Regions from separate parts of the Callithrix jacchus genome. Here region 2 is linked to region 1. The links are chromatin contacts, called in public Hi-C maps. All regions are on one chromosome and are shown on one strand. The core of a region is the stretch at or near the end of the contact, and the rest is flanking DNA. Distances in the headings are between cores, read along the strand shown.

Region 1 (6,696 bases), core at 2,403-4,902:
TATTTCTTTATGCCTCAGTTACCCCAACTGTAAAATGAGGGTGATTAATAGAGTTGTGTGGATTAAATAACACAAATAAAGCACTTTGTAGAAACTACAGAAGTATTCATTACTTTTAAAAAAGATATCCATTTCCCCTAAATTAATCAATAAAAGTGCTGCAATCACAATCAAAATTACAATTCTTTTTTAATTTGACAAAGTTTAAAGTTACCATGGAAGAAATAATATATCTCTGGAGAGGATGGCAGGGATATCCTCTGCCATCCTGGGAAGATCACACAGATTTATCCGCTATTGGTAATGTTCTAGGTTAGGTTGAGGTTGGCTTCATATTATTATACTTTTAAACTTACATGTATTACAAAATTATATTTTATGTATATTAAATACATTTTTAAAGACAATTCTTAAAGACTAGTAAGCAGAGATTAATACAATCAGAAATTTTTAAATAATCTAAAAGTATGTTAAAACAGTATTATTGCCCAGTAACAGATAAACCAATGAAGCAGAAAAAGTACATATGGACATTTAGTACAGTCATCCCTTGTTATCTGTGTATGACTGGTTCCAGGAACCCCCATGGATAACAAAATCTGAGGATGACCAAGTCCACTACATAAGATGCAGTATTTGCATATAACCTACGCACATCCATCCTCCTGTATACTTTAAGTCACTCTAGATTACTTATAATCCAGAGTGATTATACTCTACATTACCTAATTTAATGTAAATGCTATGCAGATAGTTGTTATAGTGCACTGTTTACATGATAATGACAAGAAAAAAAAAGTCTGTACCTGTTCAGTACAGATGAAACCATGCCTTTTGTTCTCCTGGATTATTTTCAATCCAAGGTTGGTTGACTGCATGGATGCAGAATCCACAGATAAAGAGGGCCAGCTGCATTTTATAAAGGTACCATTTTAAATCAGTAGGGAAAACTGAGTATTTAACATATGGTATGGGGCAATCAGCAAGTCATTTAGAAAAAAAAAAATTAGAGTCTTCCCTTACTCCTTATAAACTTCAGATGCAGTAAATATTGAATTATTATTATTTTGAGATGGAGTTTTGCTCTTGTTGCCCAGGCTGGAGTGCAATGTTGCAATCTTGTCTCATGGCAACCTCGGCCTCCTGGGTTCAAGCGATTCTCCTGCCTCAGCCTCCTGAGTAGCTGGGATTACAGGCATACACCACCATGCCTGGCAAATTGTGTATTTTTTAGTGGACGGGGTTTCTCCATGTTGGTCAGGCTGGTCTCAAACTCCCGACCTCAGGTGATCCACCCACCTCAGTCACCTAAAGTGCTGGGATTACAAGCGTGAGCCACCTTCCCCAGAGAAGTATTATGTTTATTTATTTATTTATTTATTTAGAGACGGAGTCTCGCTGGGTCGCCCAGGCTGGAGTGCAATCTCAGCTCACTGCAACCTCTGACTTCTGGGTTCAAGCAATTCTCTGACTCACCCTCCTGAGTAGATGGGATTACAGGCACCCACCACCATGTCCGGTTAATTTTTGTATTTTTCAGCATTTCACCATCTTGGCCAGGCTGGTCTTGAACTCCTGACCTTGTGATCCCACCCGCCTCGGCCTCCCAAAGTGCTGGGATTACAGGCATGAGCCACCGTCCTCGCCCAGAGAATTATTTTTTTTAAACCCTAAAAATGCTAGAAGAAAATAAAGGTAAGCATGACATCAAAGCTAGAAACAAAAGAAATGACTCATTAGATATACCTACATAAAAATTAAAAATTTCCTTCAGTAAAAGGAAAAAAGAAAACAGTCAATATTAAAAGATGAACTTAAAAAACAAGAAAAATATTTGTAAATATCTCAGTTAAAGTTATTTCTAATATACAAAAAGCACCTGTAATTTCTAAAATGTTAATACTTCATTTTAAAAATAGGCAGAAGTCACGAACTCGCAATTCCCAAAAATAGAGCCAATAATTATATGAAAGATGTTCAGTTTTATATGTACGCAACAAAATGCAAATTAAAACAAGAGTCTTTTTAAAAGAGATGATAAAGATCACAAAGATTGGCAATCTCTAAGATTACCAAGGAGGTGCAGACAGAATATTCGTGTTCTCATACTGTTAATGGAAAAGTAGTAAATAAATATGTTTCTAGGGCAGAGTCTGGTAACATCGTCTAGAATCTTATAAACCTGCATTTTCCTTGATCCAGTAATTTTATTTATATGAATTTATTGTAAGAAAATAATCAGGGACCTGTACAGATTTACATATAAGAATATTCATCTAAGTAGAAGTGAAAAGCTGGAAATGGTTGAAAAGTCCAACAACTTAGGGAATGGTTGAACAAATTATGACATCCACACAGCCATTAAAAATGATTCTGTAGGCTGGACCCGGTGGTTCATGCCCTCAATCCCAGAACTTGAGGAAGCTGAGGTGGGAGGATAACTTGAGGCCAGGAGTTCAAGACCAGCCTGGGCAACAACAGGGCAAGACATTTTTAAATTTTTCTCGAAAAAAAAAAAAAAAAGTAAGCGGTATTTTAATTTACCTGCAAAGACATTACCGGGAAATAACTTGCTTACATTTTCTATTTTAAAAAACCAAACACCTTTACGTGTATTATGAAAACTCTAAATTTATGTAGCAATACGCTAATGGTAATATCCATGGTGGCGATAATGAGAGTTTAAGCTTCTTTTATAAACATGTATGTACTACTGAACTATTGCTCCTCTTACCGGGAGCAGGCATTTTTTTAAAAGCACTGTTTTTACAATCAGGAAACACAGGACACTATTACTTCGCTAGGGGAGACGGGCACTGGGAGGACACTAGCCGGCGAGAGCAGGTCAACACGGGCTCGCTGACGCCCCCGGTCGCCCGCGCCTCGCCCCGCAGCTCTCCGAAGAGCCCCGCGACCGGAAACACGCCACGCCGGGCCTCGGGAATTATGGGCATCGGACGGACAGCTCGTGACCTCACGAGGAAAACGGTCACCTTCTGAAAGAAACACGAACTCCTTTTTTCTGTATCAGAACATTTCTCATTCACCTGAGAGCGGCGTTTCCATCCTGAGGTGTTGGGGGGAGGTTGGAGGTGGGCGGGGTGACAGTTTTCTCTTGGAAACGAAAAACAGCCAGTTCACACAGGCGAGGCTTGGAGTCCGCCCCGCGGACAGCCGTTTCCATGGGTGACGACATGTGGCAACGCCCCTAAGGGAACGTCGGCGAGGGGAACTATTGTGTTCCCAAAATCGTCCTGAAACAAGGACGGAAGTTCAGCGGAGCCGGGGGCGTAGAGGCAAGGCACTATTTGATTGGCCTGCAGCGGCGCAACGGCGGAACGCCGGCGGAAGTGCGCGCGTGTGCAGGGGGTCCCCGCGCGTTGGCGCTTCTCTCACGCCCTTGCGGGTGCGCAGGTCTCTAAACTGGGCGGAGCAAGGGGAGTAATGTGTGCCTTCCGGAAGCACGCGCGTAAATCTTCACCCATGAGTAACCGCCGCCGTAATCCAGAGAGGCCCTTCTACAAGACCTAGCCCTTGGCGGGTGTGACACTGCGGAAGGCGAAGGGAGAAAGGCGGCCCGGCAGAAAGTTCGTGTCAGCTGCCGGCCGTTCCCGACTTAGCCTAGGGTGGGGTGGGATCGATACCCGGAACATGCCGGGTAAAGACCGCGCGGAACCGCGAAACCGCTGAGGGAGTGTTGGGTGGAGAGGCCTTGGAGACTGACAGGCTCTTTCCTCGTGAGGGTCATCGACCCAATTACTTGGAAACCAGATAGACCTGACAGCTGTGTCTGGGGTGGAGGTTGATGACCAGTTATTGAATGAATAGCGGAGACATTTGCGTAGGAGTGTTGATGCGAGATTTTTTTTTTTTTTTTTTTTGAGACCGATTCTCTCTGTGTTACCCAGACTGGAGTGCAGTGATGCGATCTCGGCTCACCACAGCCTCCGCATCCTGGGTTCAAGCGATTCTCCTGCCTTTGCCTCCCGAGTGCCTGAAACTACAGGCACGCGCCACCATGCCCAGCTAATTTTTGTATTTTTAGTAGTCGGGGTTTCACTGTGTTGGCCAGATTGGTCTCGAACTTTTGACTTCGTGATCCAAACGCCTGGGCCTCCCAACGTGCAGGGATTACAGGCATGAGCCACCGGGCCCGGTTTTTTGTTTTGTTTTGTTTGAGATGGAGTCTGGCTGTCTCCCAGGCCGGAGTGCAACGGCACGATTTCGGCTTACTCCAACCTGCCTCCCGGGTTCAAGTGATTATCCTGCCTTAGCCTCCTGAGTAGCTGGGACTACAGGAGCGCACCACCACGCCCAGCTAGTTTTTGTATTTTTAGTAGAGACGGTTTCGCCATGTTGTCCAGGCTAGTCTAGAACTAGTCCATGTAGTCTAGAACTCCTGACCTCAGGTGATCTGCCCGCCTCAGCCTCCTAAAGTGCTAGGATTACAGGCGTGAGCCATCATGCCTGGCCTGATGTGAGATCTTTAAAGCCTTTGTAGTTTATCTGTAAAAACCCTTGATTTGTTAGGAAACTTAAAAACAATTGTAAGTGATGTAAACTTCATTCTGCTCCCTTTGGCTAATTATCTAACTTTATGGTGATTAGTACCTGCTGTAAAAGTCTAACATTTGGAGTCCCAAAGAGTAGACAAGAATGACCACATTTTGGTAGAGTAACACCTTCACTGGAGACCGGGAAACCGGGTAAGGCTTCCAGGTCAAAGATTTCTGGACTAGGTGGAGAATCATGTTTAAAAGAAAAATAATATGTTCATGTAAGAAATGCTTCAGGCTTAAGGACCTGTTTGACTTGAAATAAATTACATAATTCAGTGATGGAACCTTTGTGTTAGGCAATATTGACCCACTGGCCACCATTATTATAGTTTTTAAATCCTCTTAATTGTAGATACTAGAGTCTTTTACTATTCTTAGAGGGAATTTTGTTTTAGATGAAATGCAAAATTGCACAAGTTTGAATATAATTACATACTGTATTTTAAGGAAGAGACAAATTGAAAATGTACATTTTTTTTCTAAAAAGTTTTAAAATAATTAGATGTTTAGGCAAGCACATTAGAAAATACAGATAAAAAGGAGCAAAAAATTATCACTAATCCACTGGTTAGAGTTAACTGCTGTTAACATTTTAGTGTTTTCTTTTTGTTGTTTTTTCCTATCATATATCTTACAAATATTGAATCACTATAAACAATGTGTTTTTTAGCAGAACATAAATCAACCTGTGGCTTTAGCTGGGGAGTAGGACTATTGAGACTGGGTGATTTATGAAGAAAAGAGGTTTAATTGACTCATGGTTCTGCAGGTTTCACAGGAAGCATGGTGCTGGTATCTGCTCAGCTTCTGGGGAGGCCTCGGGGAGCTTTTACTTACGGTGAAAAGTGAAGAGGGAGCTGGCATGTCACTGTCAAAAGCACAAAGAAGAGGGAGTAGTGGGGCGGGGAGTTCCATACACTTAACCAGATCTCGTGAGTTCTCACTACTGCAAATATAGCACCAAGCCATGAGGAATCCACTTCCATGACCAGACACCTCCCATCAGACTCCACCTCCAATATGTGGATTACATCTCAACATGAGATTTGTATGGGGACAAACACCCAAACTATATCAGGTACATTATGACATTAAAATCCCCTGACTCAAATTAGCTCTAAAGCTTCCTTTACCTCAGGTCTTTGTGTGTGTGTGCGTGTGTGTGCGTGTGTGTGTGTGTGTGTGTGTGTGTGTGATGGAGTCTCACTCTGTTGCCCAGGCTGGAGTGCAGTGGTGCAATCTTGGCTCACTGCACCCTCTGCCACCCAAGTTCAAGCGATTCTCCTGCTTCAGCCTCCTGAGTTGCTGGGATTACAGGTCTGGGCCACCACGCCTCGAGAATTTTTTTATCTTTAGTAGAGATGGGGTTTCACCATCTTGGCCAGGTTGATCTTGAACTCCTGACCTTGGGATCCACCTGCCCCAGCCTCCCAAAGTGCTGGGATTACAGGCGTGAGCCACTGTGCCCTGCCACGTCTGGTCTTTTTAGTTAAATAAGCATCTGTCTGTCTATCTATGCATTCTTTTTTGTTTATGCTCATTTTAATTTAGTTTCTGCTATTTACAACATAAGGATTTCTTAAGGGCACATTCCTGTGGCAGCGAATACTATTTGACCCTCAAAATAATTCTTCCTCTTTCAGTGGTAACAATCCTCAATTTTTAGGTGGGTATAACTGCCCAGAATATAAATACATCTCGAAGCCCTTTGGCAAGGTGTACCCTCGTGACTATGTTTTGGCCAAAAAGATAAAAGCAGAAATACTATGTATGGCTTTCAGGGAGTGTCCTTAAAAGAGGAATTGTATGCTTTCTCCTTTACCCTTCCTTCTTCCTGAGATGACTGGAGCTATTTTACAGCCATTTTGGATCATGAGAGAGTTAGGAAGAAATTAAGGTTATGCAAGGCAGAGTATCAGAAAGAAGAAAACTGGGTTCCTGACACAATGAAGCACCATATCCATCTTGGAGCACTTACTTCCTACTCTATATAAGAGGAAAACAGACATATATGATGTAAGCTACTGTTATTTTGGGGTTTTCTTTTTTCGTCATTCAAAACTGAGCCAAATAGCTAACACTAAACCTTATATATGTTTCATTGTGTACTTTATTTTTATTAAAAAAAATTTTTTTA
Region 2 (6,508 bases), core at 3,869-6,368, 230 kb before region 1:
AAAAACCTTAAACTGATCAAAACACGGTTTATGTTTAAGATAATTCTTCTCTACATTAACAGTTACTTAGAAAGTGCACAAATTTCAACTAACATAAAAATACTTGGTATTCCTGGTTTTTTTAAACAAACATATCTGTGAAATACTTCTGTAAATGTTTCCAAAGCAAAAGAATCATGTAGCTCCAAACATATTAAGTATATATAAAAATACAGAGAACCTTTAATACCTACAAAGTATTTATTAATAACATTCAGCTCTTAAGGACAAAACAAGCATAATATTTCAAAACAACCCACTCTAACAATGTCAAACATTATGCTATTTCTTTCTCCAAACCAATTATCATTATGGTTAATATATAATTCCAAATTAATGTAAACTATGGAATATCTTTTTTAAAAATTATAAAATTTTATTCTAAACCCAACAACTCTGTTACACTGTCATTACGTTATAAAGATTTGGTTGGCTACTTTACCTGGGCTCCTTCTCCATGGTATAAGCAATTCACCACATTATCTAATAAGTTGATATCCAGTTTTTGGCTGAAATCGAGCAGCTGGCGAGCTGCATGGTCTGCTAACATTGTCATAATTGCTGGCATAGATTACTGAAAATAAAGGAAAAAAAATTGAAGCTGCCTATAAAGTTTTGGTATTATCAAAAACTTTCTACAAGTTATTTTACTTCAATCATGTTATTCCAAATATTTTAATGAATACTTTAGAGACTTATTATTATTACAAAAAAACTGCGATAGTAAAATCAAGTAACAAAAGTTGAAATTACTTAACTACTTGATAATTACATAAGTTATTATGATCCATTCAACTTTTTCAGAGTTTATACACCAGATTTTCCTATCCTACTAACATGTATAAAGTATGATAACCTATTATTTAAATTCATCCACTATTAGGACTGTATGGCCCTAAAAAGTGATACAGTTCAGTATCTTGATGTCAAAACTTTTTCAGCAAGTATGATTATTAAGTTCCAGTGAATGAGATTTTCTTTTCTTCCCAAGTAGGGGCTTCTGGATAACTCAGTAAAAGCTCACTTCACATTACAGTAACTTTAAAGATATGCTATAAAGACAGAATGGGCTGGGCACGGTGCTCACGTCTATAATCCCAGCACTTTGGGAGGCCGAGGCAGGCTGCTCACCTGAGGTCAAGAGTTCAAGGCCAGCCTGGCTAACATGGCAAAACCCCATCTCTACTAAAAATACAAAAATTAGCCAGGCATGGAGGCAGGCGCCTGTAATCCCTGCCTCAATTCCGCCACTGCACTCCAGTGGTAGTATTAGACTCCATCTCAAAAACCAACAAAGAAAAAAGACAGATGTTAAAAATTAAATTAGGATATACAGTAATTCCTATTGTATACAGCAATGGTTAGCAAAAACACAAGTCTTACATATCTTGGTAAAAATTCCCTTAACCTTTACAGAAATAACTTAGTTTCTACACTCAAAACATTCAAATTGTTTCAACCCTCAATGAATTGGGGGATTGTAATTACATTTACAAACATATTTACTGAACATACGATCTGGGGAAAAAAAAAAACTTTATAGCAATATGCCAAGCAAGATTTTTTAAATTCCAGGTATTCCTCAGCAAGGTAAAACCTCTAAAAGCTTGCCCATTTCCAGATAAAAAAGAATTCTAACAGAAAAATGAGCTACTTCGCCCAAATAAGTACTGGTTAAAACCTGCTAGTTCATATGCAGTGTTATCCATTTAAGAGGATTCTACTCTAAGATGCTGGCACACATCCACTTTTTTGTTACCCAGAATTATTAAAAGTATTTTTCCTCTGCTTTTCTTTGAAGCCAATGCCACTCAAACCTGACTGGTTAAGCCAGTAGCCCTTAACCTTTTTGGGGGTCGAAGATGCCTGAGACTCTGAGGAACCAACAGTTCTAACCCAGTTTTTAAAAACTCGCTATTTTGTATACAACTACAGAGGATTCGGGACATCCTGAAAGCCATCCATGGCACCCCCGGTTTAGTGTATTTCGAACTAACAAGGTCAGATCTCCACTTCTTCCCATTTTAGGAACTTCCGTGGACCAGAAAATGAGTGGCCAATTTCTTTACATTATACTTGGACAAACTAGCTTGGCAGGGGGGGAAAAAGCATTAATTCTAGGGTATTTTATAACAGCTTTAAAACGTTCATAGCAATAATGGCAGCAATTTCAATGCAAAGGTTTTTCTTAAAGATAATGTCTGTTACAACAGATTAGAACGCCAAAAGATGAGTCACTTATGACTGATAAAATGTAAAAATGATGTGAAACCCAAGAAATTAGGAGTTCAAGAACTGGTCCATTATTGACAAAACTGATGAGACTTCAAAATGTTTTGTAGTTGGCATTAAACGTTTTTAAACAGAATACTTGTTACCACACAAAAACCCGAGATCTAAATACTGAGGAAATACACATTTCACAAATAAATGTGTAAACTCTCCTCCACCTTCAAGTACCATAAAATTTAAAAGATCAGAACAATCTTAATATTTGAGGCTTAAAAGCAATGTCCACAAAGCACCAAGATCTATGTATCAAAAATTTCCAAATACTTCGGTTAAAAAAAAAAATGAACAAACTTTTCACCTATTTACTCCTACCACAGTTTAATGCCAAAACAAAAAAAGATTAAGAAAATGACTCTCTTCAAAGTTTCACTTTCAAATACACTGTCCTTACAGAGTTCTACGAATTAGATTTTGGTGTGAAAAACGAGATTTGGAATAGAAGGGTTTCAATACAGTAATTTGCCATCCTTAGAACTAGCGGCTGTCTTCGAAATAACCTACCTATTCTTGAACTGTACGTAGTACAGAAATGGCGGCTTTGTGGTCAATGCCAAGCACATTTAGTCCCCCAAATCAAAACGCTTCCGAAACATTCTTTCCACTAACAGCAGCATCCCACACTTAAGATATACAAGCAAACAACCATAGTGGGAGAGGTGTAACCATGAACGCTCTTTTCTCGTTGGGCTTTTCAATCCTAAAATCCACTCACTGGACAGCATACACTAGGGATTAACCAGTTTATGGATGCTGTAACTCTACAAGTGACCCCCAATGCCAGTTCTTATCCAAAAACCAGAAAATTATAACCGTTGCTTAATCCAACTTCACACTAGGAAAAAAAAAAAGTCGCAACAAAGCAAAAGACTTCTCCTTAGGTGTGTGGGCAATCGCCTGCTTCATTCAGGAGAAACACACCTCACTAGGGCCCGCCCTCCCCTGGCTTCCCACCCGAACCGATCGGCTGCACTTCTAACTATAGCACAGGGGAGCACGCACTCACCCCGCCCATACTCGGAGGAGGCATTTAGACCAGGCGCCTTAAGTTCACCGCCCCTTTCTCTGAGCAGCATGGCCTCGGCGTGATCAGAGGAGGTCCGGGCTGAGCCAGTACCGAATGCTTCCTCTACTACACCACTTCCTCCCACCCACCCTAAACTCAGACATCGGAATGAAGGAGAATCAGGGCATCCTACACTGTACAAGGCCAGCAGCATATGGTTTAACCAACTTATCACACTCAAACCCCTGAAAAGAAACTGTAAGACGGAATCCCACGTGCAGGTCCCTGAAAAATTTATCTTTCCTACTTCACATGCCACTCCGCAAAAACCCGGAGAGCTTTCGAGTTTCCTTGCCGGAGGAACAGGGAGTCGGCAGCCCCTCCCTCCCCCATCCCAAGCTCTCCACCGAGGGGGCCACGTGATGCAGGCGGACGTTTCAATGCTGCTGCACTAAATATTTCTGGAAACTTCCACTCCTAATAATTTACAGAGATGTTCCTGAAATCACCCCAACTTCTCCCCAAGCCGTGGGGCTGAGGAAGCCCTTCCATTTCGCGAGGCGCCCCGCTTAACTATCACGCTCCTCGTCCTCCTCCGCCGCCACCCGCACACACGAATGACCCAGCAAGCGCTCCCCTCCCCGCCTCCATCCCCCAGCGGTAAAAGCGGCTCCATTCAATCGCAGGCTCCATCGTGGGCCCGGCGCGCCCCCGGCCCGCCCGCCGCCTCCCGGGCTCGCTTCCCGCGGCGACTACAGCCGCCGCGCCCCACGCCGGCCTCCTCCCGCCCGTCCGCGACGCCGCCCGACCCTCGGCCCCGAAGACACAGTCGACTTACCCAGAGATTTAACCAACTGCTCCTTCCTTCCTTGTTGGGGGATTAGGGCGAGGGAAGGTGGGGAGGGGGGAAAGGGGACGAATCAAGGTGGGTTTCACAGTTTTCCCACCTTAAAAAAGGAAATTTCAAAAACGGAGAGGAAAAGGGCAAAAAAAAAAAGCTCAATAATATTTACTATTTCAGGGACGCTTCCCCACAACACACACACCCACCCGCCCCCCCCCCAAAAACAAGGGGAATTAGGAGGAATAAACGCTCCCGCCTGGCTAGGAGTGAGGGAAGGGGGAGGGAACGGGGTCAAGTCCTGAAGATTCAGCCCAAGGGGGACCCTCCAGCCACAGGCAGCAACAGAAGTGGCAGGAGTAGGGGGTGTAGAGTCCACACGGCCGGGGGGACGCTCTGCTGCCAGCTGCAGTCCGACTCCCCCCCTACCAAAACACGGCTCCCTCTCTCACGCGGCTCCGGCGCTGGGCCCCCCCACAGGCTCGCCTAAACTTTCCCCCCTTCTCTTGCTCCTCAGCGACTGGTGGCTCCCCCTCCCCCTCTGGGTGGTTGCACGGACTGCAGCAGCAAAGACTGGAACAGGCACGGCCGCCGGGGCTGTAGCTACTGTTGCTCTTGCTGATGCTGTAGCTCCCGCTGCTCCTGCCGCGGCCGCTGCAGCCGCTTCTCCCCCTCCTTCTAGTGCCTCAAACTCGGAACCGGTTGAAACCGGTTCAGACTGGGAGATTCCATCTCGGTTGAGTTTTCAGCCCATGGCGCCGCGGAGCGTTTGGAACCTGGGCCTCCGCCCCCAGCCCGCCCTGCTATTGGTCAGTTCCAGCCACAGCCACGCCATGAGCCTATCTCTCGTTGGTCCGAGAGCCAGTCAATCCCACCTCAAGTCTCCACACGAGCCCGCCGCTCCGGCCCCCGCCTCTTTTCAGCAGCGATTTGCCCGCAGAATGGGGGAGGGGAAGTGGGACGGGTCGAAAAGCAAGAGGAGAGGGGTGGAGGAGGAGGAGGTGGGACGAAGAGTCTGGCTGAGTAGAAAAAGAGAGTGAAGAAAATCCGCGTGGAGGGTTGGTTAGAACGAGCTGTCAATCAAACACAGCCCGCCCTCGACTTCCCTTCCCCCTCCAGCCCTCCCCCTCCCAGTGTCTAGTTCGCAGGCCCGGCCTTTCCCGCCGGCTCATTGGCTGGGCGCCTTCGGTGACGGAGAGGGTGGGGCGCAGCTCGTGAGCGTGTGGCGGCGCGAGTTTGATCGCTGCGCGCGGTAGCGTTCGCTTTGCTTCCCCCGGACTCGGCTGGCCTATCCCTACCGGGTCCCGCCAACCTGCGGGGCCTGAGCCAGCGGGAATCAGGATCCGCCCCTCAGATGGGGGCTGCGTTCGGAAAAGGGAGGAGACACCCAGTTGTTTAGAACTCAAAGCGGGGTGGAGAAAGTAGCGAAAAGAACACTTCCTAGGTAGGCCCCAGACCTCTCATCCATTTTAGAGGCCTGGGTTCGGGGCCAGGTAGCTGAGAGAGAAAGGTTGGGGTGACGCGCAGAGTGTGCATTTTTGGCGCCTTGTGATGTTTTCAGGGTCTTGGAAAAGATATCGAAATACTTCTTGGGAAAGTCTTAAAATTTCAACTCTGTCTCCCCGGGCTGGAATTTGGCCGCTTCAACAACCTTTCCTGAAAACCAAAACACTGCAATTCCAAGTGTGGTTTAACAGTGCATGTTTTGGCTGGGTGAGCTTTCATGCCAACTGCTTCCCACCTGGTGCCCTTGATCTGCCACACTCAGATATTTCTTTTACCCTAGATGCCCTTCACGTACTAAATCACCAAATAGTATTTTCTGTGAAAGTCACATGCATGTGGCCTTTGACGTGGTTGCCTCTCTGATTTGTTCCCAAGTGTCCTCCAAATCAGCTTTACAGATTGTTGTACGCTTAAGAGCAAATAGCCTACCAAAATTTACTAGGCTCATTGTGCCACCAAGACGTGGATAAATGGTTTATTAAATTAATAAAATTTTCCTTAGCAAATGTTCACTTACGATGGACTATGGCTAACCAAAGCATTACTTATTCTAACTCCCCCTCCAATAAAGAAAACCCCAACAACTCAATTCTTAGGTGTACCAGAATGATTTGGGATGATTTTCAGACCTAAGTTTTTTTTTTTTTTTTTGAGAAGGAGTCTTGCTCGTCGCCCAGGCTAGAGTACAGTGGCGCCATCTCGAGCTCACTGCAACGTCCAACTCTCTGATATATATATATATATATATATACACACACATATACATACGTATATATATACACATATACATACGTATATATATATACACACACATACGTATATGTGTA

Evidence for each region. A called contact is a pair of places that touch in the nucleus more often than the background predicts.
Region 2: a Hi-C map of skeletal muscle shows a contact between it and region 1, with 3 times the contacts expected there. The contact joins the promoter of XPO1 here to the promoter of LOC144579124 in region 1. A contact is called at or near these places in 2 of 3 Hi-C or Micro-C datasets (both in skeletal muscle).

Annotation. Positions count from the first base shown.
Region 1 is chr14:52,357,681-52,364,376 of calJac240_pri, reverse strand. LOC144579124 reads left to right here and starts at 3,652. Exons shown (of 4, transcript XM_078348366.1): 1 at 3,652-3,658. The coding sequence starts at 3,652. It also overlaps the pseudogene LOC118147314.
Region 2 is chr14:52,584,927-52,591,434 of calJac240_pri, reverse strand. XPO1 (exportin 1) reads right to left here and starts at 5,118. Exons shown (of 25, transcript XM_035272482.3): 1 at 5,051-5,118; 2 at 482-613. The coding sequence starts at 607.